3 separate regions of the Mus musculus genome follow, and regions 2 and 3 are each linked to region 1. Evidence: chromatin contacts called from public promoter capture Hi-C data. All regions are on one chromosome and are shown on one strand. Each heading gives the region's core, a stretch centred on a gene start, on an enhancer-like site or on the middle of the called end of the contact. The rest is flanking DNA. Distances are from core to core; before and after follow the strand shown. Region 1 holds the start of Lrrc28 (leucine rich repeat containing 28). Region 2 has its middle 22 kb from the start of Gm33515. Region 3 holds the start of Aldh1a3 (aldehyde dehydrogenase family 1, subfamily A3).

What was found. Promoter capture Hi-C pulls out the DNA fragments that hold promoters and counts their contacts.
Region 2: a promoter capture Hi-C map of the HPC-7 cell line shows a contact between it and region 1, with 6 times the contacts expected there. The contact joins the enhancer-like site here to the promoter of Lrrc28 in region 1. A contact is called at or near these places in 12 of 39 promoter capture datasets (the 3T3-L1 cell line, the C10 cell line, the HPC-7 cell line and 7 more), 1 of 15 datasets of contacts at CTCF or cohesin (large pre-B cells), 4 of 484 Hi-C or Micro-C datasets (the G1E-ER4 cell line, cerebellar granule neurons, pre-B cells and 1 more), 5 of 115 datasets of contacts at active chromatin or transcription factors (astrocytes, embryonic forebrain, embryonic stem cells and 1 more) and 2 of 9 other capture datasets (adipose tissue and embryonic stem cells).
Region 3: a promoter capture Hi-C map of embryonic stem cells shows a contact between it and region 1, with 3 times the contacts expected there. The contact joins the promoter of Aldh1a3 here to the promoter of Lrrc28 in region 1. A contact is called at or near these places in 11 of 39 promoter capture datasets (the 3T3-L1 cell line, 3T3-L1-derived adipocytes, the C10 cell line and 7 more), 5 of 484 Hi-C or Micro-C datasets (the G1E-ER4 cell line, the N1E-115 cell line, cerebellar granule neurons and 2 more), 4 of 115 datasets of contacts at active chromatin or transcription factors (astrocytes, embryonic limb bud, embryonic stem cells and 1 more) and 2 of 9 other capture datasets (adipose tissue and liver).

Annotation. Positions count from the first base shown.
Region 1 is chr7:67,643,812-67,646,511 of GRCm38.p6, forward strand. Lrrc28 (leucine rich repeat containing 28) reads right to left here and starts at 1,425. Exons shown (of 10, transcript NM_175124.5): 1 at 1,367-1,425. It also overlaps a transcript of Ttc23 not described here.
Region 2 is chr7:66,449,165-66,451,864 of GRCm38.p6, forward strand. No RefSeq gene overlaps it. Among named protein-coding and RNA genes, the nearest start is that of Gm33515, 22 kb to the left of the region's middle. Within about 2 kb of position 1,422, at least 96 of the 459 cell types and tissues checked have an H3K27ac peak or open chromatin away from gene starts, as enhancers often do. A contact at or near this core is called in the G1E-ER4 cell line, the HPC-7 cell line, adipose tissue and 1 more, where this site is marked.
Region 3 is chr7:66,426,079-66,428,778 of GRCm38.p6, forward strand. It overlaps Aldh1a3 (aldehyde dehydrogenase family 1, subfamily A3), which reads right to left and starts at 1,399. Exons shown (of 13, transcript NM_053080.3): 1 at 1,236-1,399. The coding sequence starts at 1,334. Gm33515 (a long non-coding RNA gene) reads left to right here and starts at 2,569. Exons shown (of 3, transcript XR_391552.2): 1 at 2,569-2,658.

The DNA of each region.
Region 1 (2,700 bases), core at 175-2,674:
TTTCAACATTAAACTCACCTCCCTATCCCAAACTATTTATTTCCTTGGCTCTCTCTCAGAGCAAGCCAGTTGTTCAGTTTTTACTATTTGTTTTATATTATATGTCTATAGATCTAGATAGATATGCACACCTGTTTACGGACAATTTAGATGAGAGTCTGTAAAACCCTAAATCCAGAGGAATGTTAGTTTCTTCATTTCTGCATGCCTGCATAATACAGTTTCTAAAATACTTTTAGCTTTCAAACAGCTAATAAGTGGATGAAATCAGAGTAACTGTTCCAAGGTTGATTTTTTTTAATCTACCCATTGAGATCACTCACAGACAATTTAAACTCGCTGTCATAAATATCTTATTCTTCACAGCCAAGCAGCACAGCAGACATTAATCCACTTTACAGATGAGGTACTTTGCTACAACCGAAATGCAGGTGGTCCTAACTCCAAAGTCTGGGCACCACCTTTCCTATAACGCAGCCTTTTACAATTATAAAATGTAGCCATTGTGTCATTCTTATAAAACAGCCAAAGATTACACACAAGAAAGTTTCCCTTTTGCAAACTAAAAAACCATATTCAAAATCTTCACTCCCTGTAGCCAGATGGCTCTCTCTGAATGTTCCACCTGGCACCGGTTACTTCAAAAGCATCATTAGGCTCTGCTGAAATGCATCTTCGTACAAACTCGGAAATTACGTGTATGCAAATGAAATCCAAAAGCTTCCAAAGATGAACGTACTCTTGGCTTCCCAATATGCACTCACTGGCAATACAGCCTTTTTAAGTTCTCCTGGCCCTTTCAAAACGTCACCCCCTGCCCACGGTTACTGTAAATAATGTAACGGGTATTGACTAGATACATTTGCTCCTTCAGTTTTCTGAAAGTCCAACACCAGTCTTCTCAGGAGAAACACAATAATCTCTCAAGTATATCCCCATTTTAAGTACAGGTATTTTAAAGAGTAGCCCATAACTGACTTCCCAGTACTTAATTTGACGGAATACACAAGCCGGCTCTCTAACACTGGAGATCAGAGACAAACTGCATACTACAAACATCTGTAAAAGGCTGTTTTCTCCAGGAGAAAAACTACCAGACGTCTTGGTTTTGCCCGAGTTAGTTCGAGTCTAAAGGTCGTAAGAATTCGGAAGCAGGGAGCCCAGGGGCAGGGACTCAGATGATGATACCGGGATACTCTGGTACCAGGGGCCATGGAGGACACGGCAGCGGTGGGGATCCAAGGCCGGACAACCCACTGTTCCTCTCCCAGAGGCCCAGGCGCTTCTGTGGCGACGGGGATGAAGCGTCCCCACGGGGAGTCGAGCCAGCGGCTTCGACCTGTGAGCCTGGAGACCGGACACTCACCTCGGCGCCCGCTGACCGGCACTCAGCGGCTCAGGCTGCGCTGGTAGGCAGTCTAAAAACACAGGGAGGGCGGGGCTACGGGGCGGAGCCTGCGGAGAGGCGGGCCTGGCTAACTGGAGTAGGGTTCGGGGAAGAAGGGGGCCAGGGCAACGAAACCTCGCGATAGTTCGCCTCAGTTCTCGCTGTCCTACAATAGGCGGGATGAGAGAGTCATTTTCAGAACCAGACGCTTATTGGCTGAGAGCGCGACTTCCTCTAGCGTCCTGGCTTCCGGCTCCGGCTTGGAGCTGGGTGTTCAGAAAGTGGGTGTACTGCGTTAGCGTTTAGGTGGGTTGTTTAGATGGCGCCAGCCTCAGCGTCTCCAGTCAGTTCTTTTAGTCACACATTCATTCCGCTGCCAACAGTCAAACTCGACGTCGAGCGATTAAATCCCTGGCATCGCCCTGTGTAGCCTTGCATCTGTTCGATCAGCCATTCCGGCTACTGTTCCACCGCCAGTCTGACTTAAACAGAAGCCGTCGGGCTTAGGTAACGCAAGTCAATGGAGTCAACAAGCAGAACTTAAGCACCGGATTTAATGTCTCCGAACGCTCACTGATCGCTGCCGAAGGTGGTGTCTACCTTTAGACAAGCGTGGCGCAGGCATGGTGCTGCACGCCTGAATCCCAGTGATCTGAAAGTGGAGACAGGAGTAAAGGCCAGCCTCAGCTACGTGAAGGCACTGCCTCGTAAATAAAAATTTAAAAAGAAACAGGCCCTAGTGTGAGAAATAACTGAGGACAATCACAATTTGGTGAAATAACCTGGCAGTTCCTGTATGGCTAAGTAGACGGTCGATGAATACCTTAAGACTAAAAACCCGATTGTTCTGATGCAGCAAGCCTCTGCTACTCTAAGGCTGAGGCTGTAGGTGAAACCAATCACAAGTATTTCAAAAAGAAAGGGTGCAGGTGCGTAGCTCAGTAGAGGCACTCAGGTCAAGCCCCAGTACCAGGGAAGAAAAGTGAACATTTTTTTAAATGCAGTGCACAGAGATGCAACAACTTTCGATCTTTAAAATTTCCTCTAAGACTTAACTCTATTGTTTGACGAAACCCATTATGTACATGAGGTGTCTCAAATCCATCCCCCGCCCCCCATTAGGACTTACCCTTTGGGGGTTGGAGAGATGGCCCAGGGGTTAAGAGCACTGACTCCTCTTTCAGAGGTCCTCAGTTCAATTTCCAGCAACCACATGGTGTCTCGCAACCATCTAATTAATCTGATGGACTCGGATGCCTTCTTCTGGGTTGTCTGAAGAGAGAGACAGTGTATGCACATACATAAAATAAATA
Region 2 (2,700 bases), core at 172-2,671, 1.2 Mb before region 1:
GCTTCGCTCATAGGCCCTGCATCTTTCTGGAGCGTTCAAAGACATTTCCCATTAGCAATGAAGAATTGACCATCTCTCCTCCCAAACAAACGAAAATAGTACACATGTCACATTCGTCCTGGATTTTGAGTCTTTCCAGGAAGAAGTAGTTTTGGGGGAGGTGGCATTCCGTTCTAGAACCTTCTCTCTCGGAGGAGGGATCCCTGCCCCTTCCCCCGCACTGAGGTCTGAACAGCAGCAGTTTCAGCTCTCAAATATCCCGGCATGGAGTTCTCATTACAGTCTGGCTTCAGGAAGTGAATAGCTAAGCTCCTGACCTAGGTGAAAGGTGGTGAGAACAGCTTCTAACCAGTTTTTATTTTATTATTCATTTATTCATTTATTCATTTATTTATTTATTTATTTATTTATTTATATTTTAAGTTTTGGAAAGATCTCCCTCAGTCACCTCTCAGTTATTAGGTATGTTCAAAAACTGCCTAATTATATATTTGAACAAGAAGCCCAAGAAAAGAAACTTAAAAAAAAATGTTGTTTCAGTCTTCTGGATAAATAAAAATAAACGTGTGGGTCTGAGCTTTAAATAAGGATAGTTTATATTTTTAAATGTCTAATTATATATCAGTTTGAGCAATTTCTGCACATCGTGGTAAAAATAATAATAATCAGCGTACATGATCCCCTGAAAGACATAAATATACGGATACATACAAAACATGCCTTTCTTCTAGTTTTGCCTCGAGTCCTAGTCAATAGAACCGCTGTTTCTTCACGAGCGTTTGTAGCTGGTGCGAATGTTCTAGGTAAAAAGCTTTGTGAGAGAGGTCATTGAATGGCAGTAAACTTCAAGAGCCAGAAATGTTTTCTTTTTCTGATGCTTTTGATAATAATCTTTTACCCTCGCCCTCCCCACCTCCACTTCTACCCCAGACAGCATTTCTTCCATCAGGATGGGTAAAAAGTGGATCCCTTCCTGGTTTCTCATTGTTCCTATAACATCTATGCCACGCCCACAAGCCCAGAGAACGCCCCCATGAGAAGCGCTGCTGCCAGGCGTCCCTTCCCTCTGCTGCCAGGCTCTGTGATATCGGATATGACATGAAAACTAAGAGAGCGGGGGGGGGGGGGGGGGGGGCAGAAACACTGGGAAACTAAATCTGTATATTTTATTTCAAAGGGAAAACTCTTCATTAATGTCCCTCTCTGGCCTCATGAGACATGCTGTACACGGGTATACTTTTTTTTAATCAAGGAAATTAAACTTGCTTTAGGGTGGGATGAAGCGGCTGAAATGCCTCTTGCCAGAGAGATCAGCTTAAATGAATGAAAACGCACTTGCCGAGTGAAATCTGACACCACACAGGAAATGATGAATGGGCAGCCCCTCCCCTCCCCCCCACATCATTTTAGGGAGTGCTCTGCAGGCAGCACCCTTCGCCCTAGTTCAGAAGCAAGCAATGCACTTTCAAATGGTGAGCCAGGCGTGGGTGCTGGGACACGGGAGTGAAGGATACAAGCCTCAAAAGCGGCTTGGATTTCGGTCCCTCTTAAGGTGTATTGTGTATTTATACTCACTAAAATCTTTTAAAACTCTTAATAGTAGTCATAGTTCAGTAGGAGTGCTCTTCCTACGTTTCTGGCTAACATATTTATGGCTTTGTTCTCCCAAATAACCATGGAAGATTGTGTGAGAACCAACTGGTTGGCTATTCATTACTTGATTGATTTGTGTTGGGAGGCCAGGCTTTGCTTATGCTTGGCAAGATGTAGCTACCCCTGAGCTGTATCCCAGCCCTTGATTTATTTTCAGTCTCCACATGTGATGAATAATATTAAAATTAGCACAAGGACGCATTCTAGTTTGTCTGTTTGTCAGCTGGCATAGGGAAAAGCCTATGTGCTTATAAACAGGTTTAGATGCATGTTCAAAACTGGGCATTTTATTGGCTATATCAAATCTCTCATTATATAGGCAAATGGCTGTCATTATGATATCTCTTTTTAAGTTGTCTGTTCAGGAATCTTCAGAACTTGCTGGAAAAATAATTATTCAGGCCTTGCTCTGTGGCTGTCTCAACACCTGCTTGTGTCTGGCTCCATCCAGGGCACTGTTGGACACTTGAAGGTCTGAGAGAGTGGTGAGAGAGAGGGCCTAAGTTGATGATGTGGACAGAATACTACCCACTTCCATTCAGATACCATGCAGCCTGAAGGTCCTTTCCAGCAATGGCCTAAGGTTATATTAAGACTAACATAAGCAAAACTGGGGTATTATCTTCAAAAAGTTATATTGTGATTGAAGCCAAATCTATCTTGGAATGCTGCCTGCTTGTCCTGCTGGCCTTTCATAAAGGCAGGCCACGGTCATGGTTGGTTACACATCGCCCTGAGCTTTCCACCCAGCTTTGACTCTTATCTCTAAGGTTCACTGCTGAACCCTTGGCTTGTTCCCTTTCGGTGAGTCCTCAGAAGAATGGAGACAAAGCTTTCTTCCGGAACGTGAATGTTCCGAAACACAGACAGGACGCTGGGCTTCTCTGCTTCCAAGAGAAGTGTCCTCAAGCCTGAGCTGATCCCGAACGCACGGAGTAGCTGCCTCTCACACAGCTGACATACAGTCTTATCAGATAACTGCTCTAGAGAGTGGGAGACTGCTGGGATGGGAGGGAAGACTCCAGACCTGCTGTCTCTGAGCCCTTG
Region 3 (2,700 bases), core at 149-2,648, 1.2 Mb before region 1:
CCCTCCGAAGCTGACACGATCGAGGAAACTACATTTTAAAAAACTTTCAGTCTTCCCAGGACTGTGCCTCTCTTGATTACAGAGCCTTCCTTGGGAAAACAGTTCATGTAAATGTCATGCAATTTATATGTCGGCACGGCCGACTTCAGGGGGACTAAGTACCAACATATCAGAATCTGAAGCCCACACATAGCGACCTGCCACTTTCACCTTTTGATTAAAATTATTCAAGAGGGATAATTGCTACTTTTGAAAATAAAAACCCATGAAGGCGGCTTCTTAGCATCGTGTCAGCTGGAGTTGAGCTCGGTGGACAAGACAGGAAAATAAGAGGGGTTGAGGTTTCCAGACCTGAAGCCGATGGAGCGCTGTGGTCCCTCAGACGCCCGCCAGTACACCTAGCAGTCAGAGCAGCGCATCTCTGAATTTAGACTTGTTCTTCCTCTCTGAGCCTTCTCTGCTCCCAGACATCATTGTCCCTGAAGCTCTGGGCAGGTGAGCTCACCACTATGCTAGTTCCAGCCTCCCAGGAAAGGGCAAACACCACCAGGCCTGCCTATGGTCTTGTTCAACCCGCAGCTCCTTCCCTGGGCCCAGATCGAGAGGCCTTGAGGAGTACTCCTCAATGACGTCCATCTTTCCTCCCCTGCTCTCCTGGTAAGCTGGGATCAGACTGAACACAATGGACAGGACGGACGGAAGGACGGACGGGGTACTAGACCCTTCTCTCATTGCCCAGGAAGACTTACTTCCAAGTTGCAGTTCCTGGTGTGCCTCAAACTCATCCTGGAGTGCTCAGGTATCTCTAGCCCCCCTCCCCCGCCCCCTAACCCAGGTCCTTCAGCCCAGAAAGCCCTCTACCAAGAAGTCGCCCTATGCCCATTCACCAAAAGCACCAGCACTCAAAGTGGGCGGTGGCCCGGACACTGGGGGTGGGGGTGGGGGCGGCTCTGCAGGCTGCAACTCCCGCACCGTGGGCGCTGCACTCACTGCATCGCTCCTGCTCCTCTTCTGGCTTTGAGGCTTAGATCGTTCAGCCAGAGGTGCAGGTTTCCATTCTGGGGTGCCCCTCAAAAAAGTGCAGTTTCCAAGGAGCCGGCCCCCACCAGAGACGCTCAGGTGTGGGCAGCTCCCTGCGGACTCCCAGCACGGTTGTATCTTGGTCCCCACTCTCCCTACCAGGCTGCTCGGCGCAGGAGTCCCAGGCCGTCGAGTCGACAGCGCACCCTCCTCACCTTGGTGAACTTGACCTCCAAGTTGCGGATGGGGCGCGGCAAGGCAGGCGGTTTCCCATCCGGCTGTCCGTTTTCCACAGCCCCGTTGGTGGTAGCCATAACTGGTTCGCACTCTCCGGTCCGTGTCCCCGACGCACCAGCTTGGCCTGGGCGGTGCGCAGCCTGCTCTGGGTGACAGCTCCGCGCCTTTATGCAGCGCCCCACGCCTCCCGCCCAAGGGGGCCGCCTAATTGGCTGCAGGACGGAGGAAGGGAGGGCGGGCGCGGGAGAGGAGGAGGGGACCCGGCCGCCGCTGCTACCCCTCCTGTTGTCCCTGCCCCTCCGGGAGCGGGACGGTCCCAGACCGACCTAGGCTGCGGCCAGAGAGCTCTGTCTGCGCATCGCTGGGCGGCCACACCGCGGGCTTCCGCAGCCTAGTAGGCTGCCCTTCTGCGAACTTGGGGGCCGGGGGCACCAAGGCCGGGAATTCCCAAGGGTCGGACATCCGTCAGGGCAGGGAGCCGGCTCGTAGCGATCGCAGTAACAGGCCTCTCTCTGGGCAATCTCGAGATTTTGTCAGAGGCACCTGCGGTCCCCGGACCACCGCAGCGGCTCTCCAAAACTTCGGCGGGAGTGAGCGCTCTCTCCGGGACCCTGCGTTGTGCCTCCCAGGATCTAGACGTCTTGTGGTCACCACCCGTGGCTGCCTCAATTTGGGGTCCAACTGCCAGAAGCCTGCGCTCCATCCTTCCCAAGCTAGGGCCGCCAGCGGAGGAGGTCTACTCTGAGCCTGGCTGGCAGGAAACTTCCGTCACACCCACGACAGCAGGCTAAGCGACAGCTCTTATGCGCAGCCTTATGGAGTTTTGCGGCTGATGGTCCTGTGACCTTCATATAAGTACGCACAACCCTAGGGAGGCAATTATTTTAATTTTTCAAACGCACAAATTAAACTTCCGTTTTAAAAAAATGGAAAAAAAATCCCCAAAACAAAACATGAGATCTTTGCAGCTAGTTGCTTTCAGACTAAAAGCTCTTAATGTTTATGTTGCTCAGAACTGCCAAGAGGGGCTGTGGGAAAGGCATGTCCAACTCGTTTAGGAAACGCTTCTTTCAGCCCAGGACTTAAGACTTAAGCTTCATCCGAAACCCGGAGAAGTGTCTCACCCACGTGTAGGGTGGCTGCATCAGGGGGTGAGGCTTGAACTCCCCACAGAGGAGGGGGTTTAGTCCTTAGAGAGATTTGGCCATGTGCTTCTGTGTAAGGTACCTCCCTCTGCCTGTTCTAAGGACTCAGCCTCCATTTCTGTTCCCCATGTCCTTCCTCACTGTCTTGTCACTAGGAATCCTTCTGGATAGTGGAATAAGCAGTAAACCTTCAGAAGGCCCTATTTGAGCTGTGCCCTCTCAGACAATCTCCTGCTATTAAGGATTGAGCATGCAGGTGAGAGTGGGGATGGGGGGCTGTGGGCCCCCAAATGAGCAA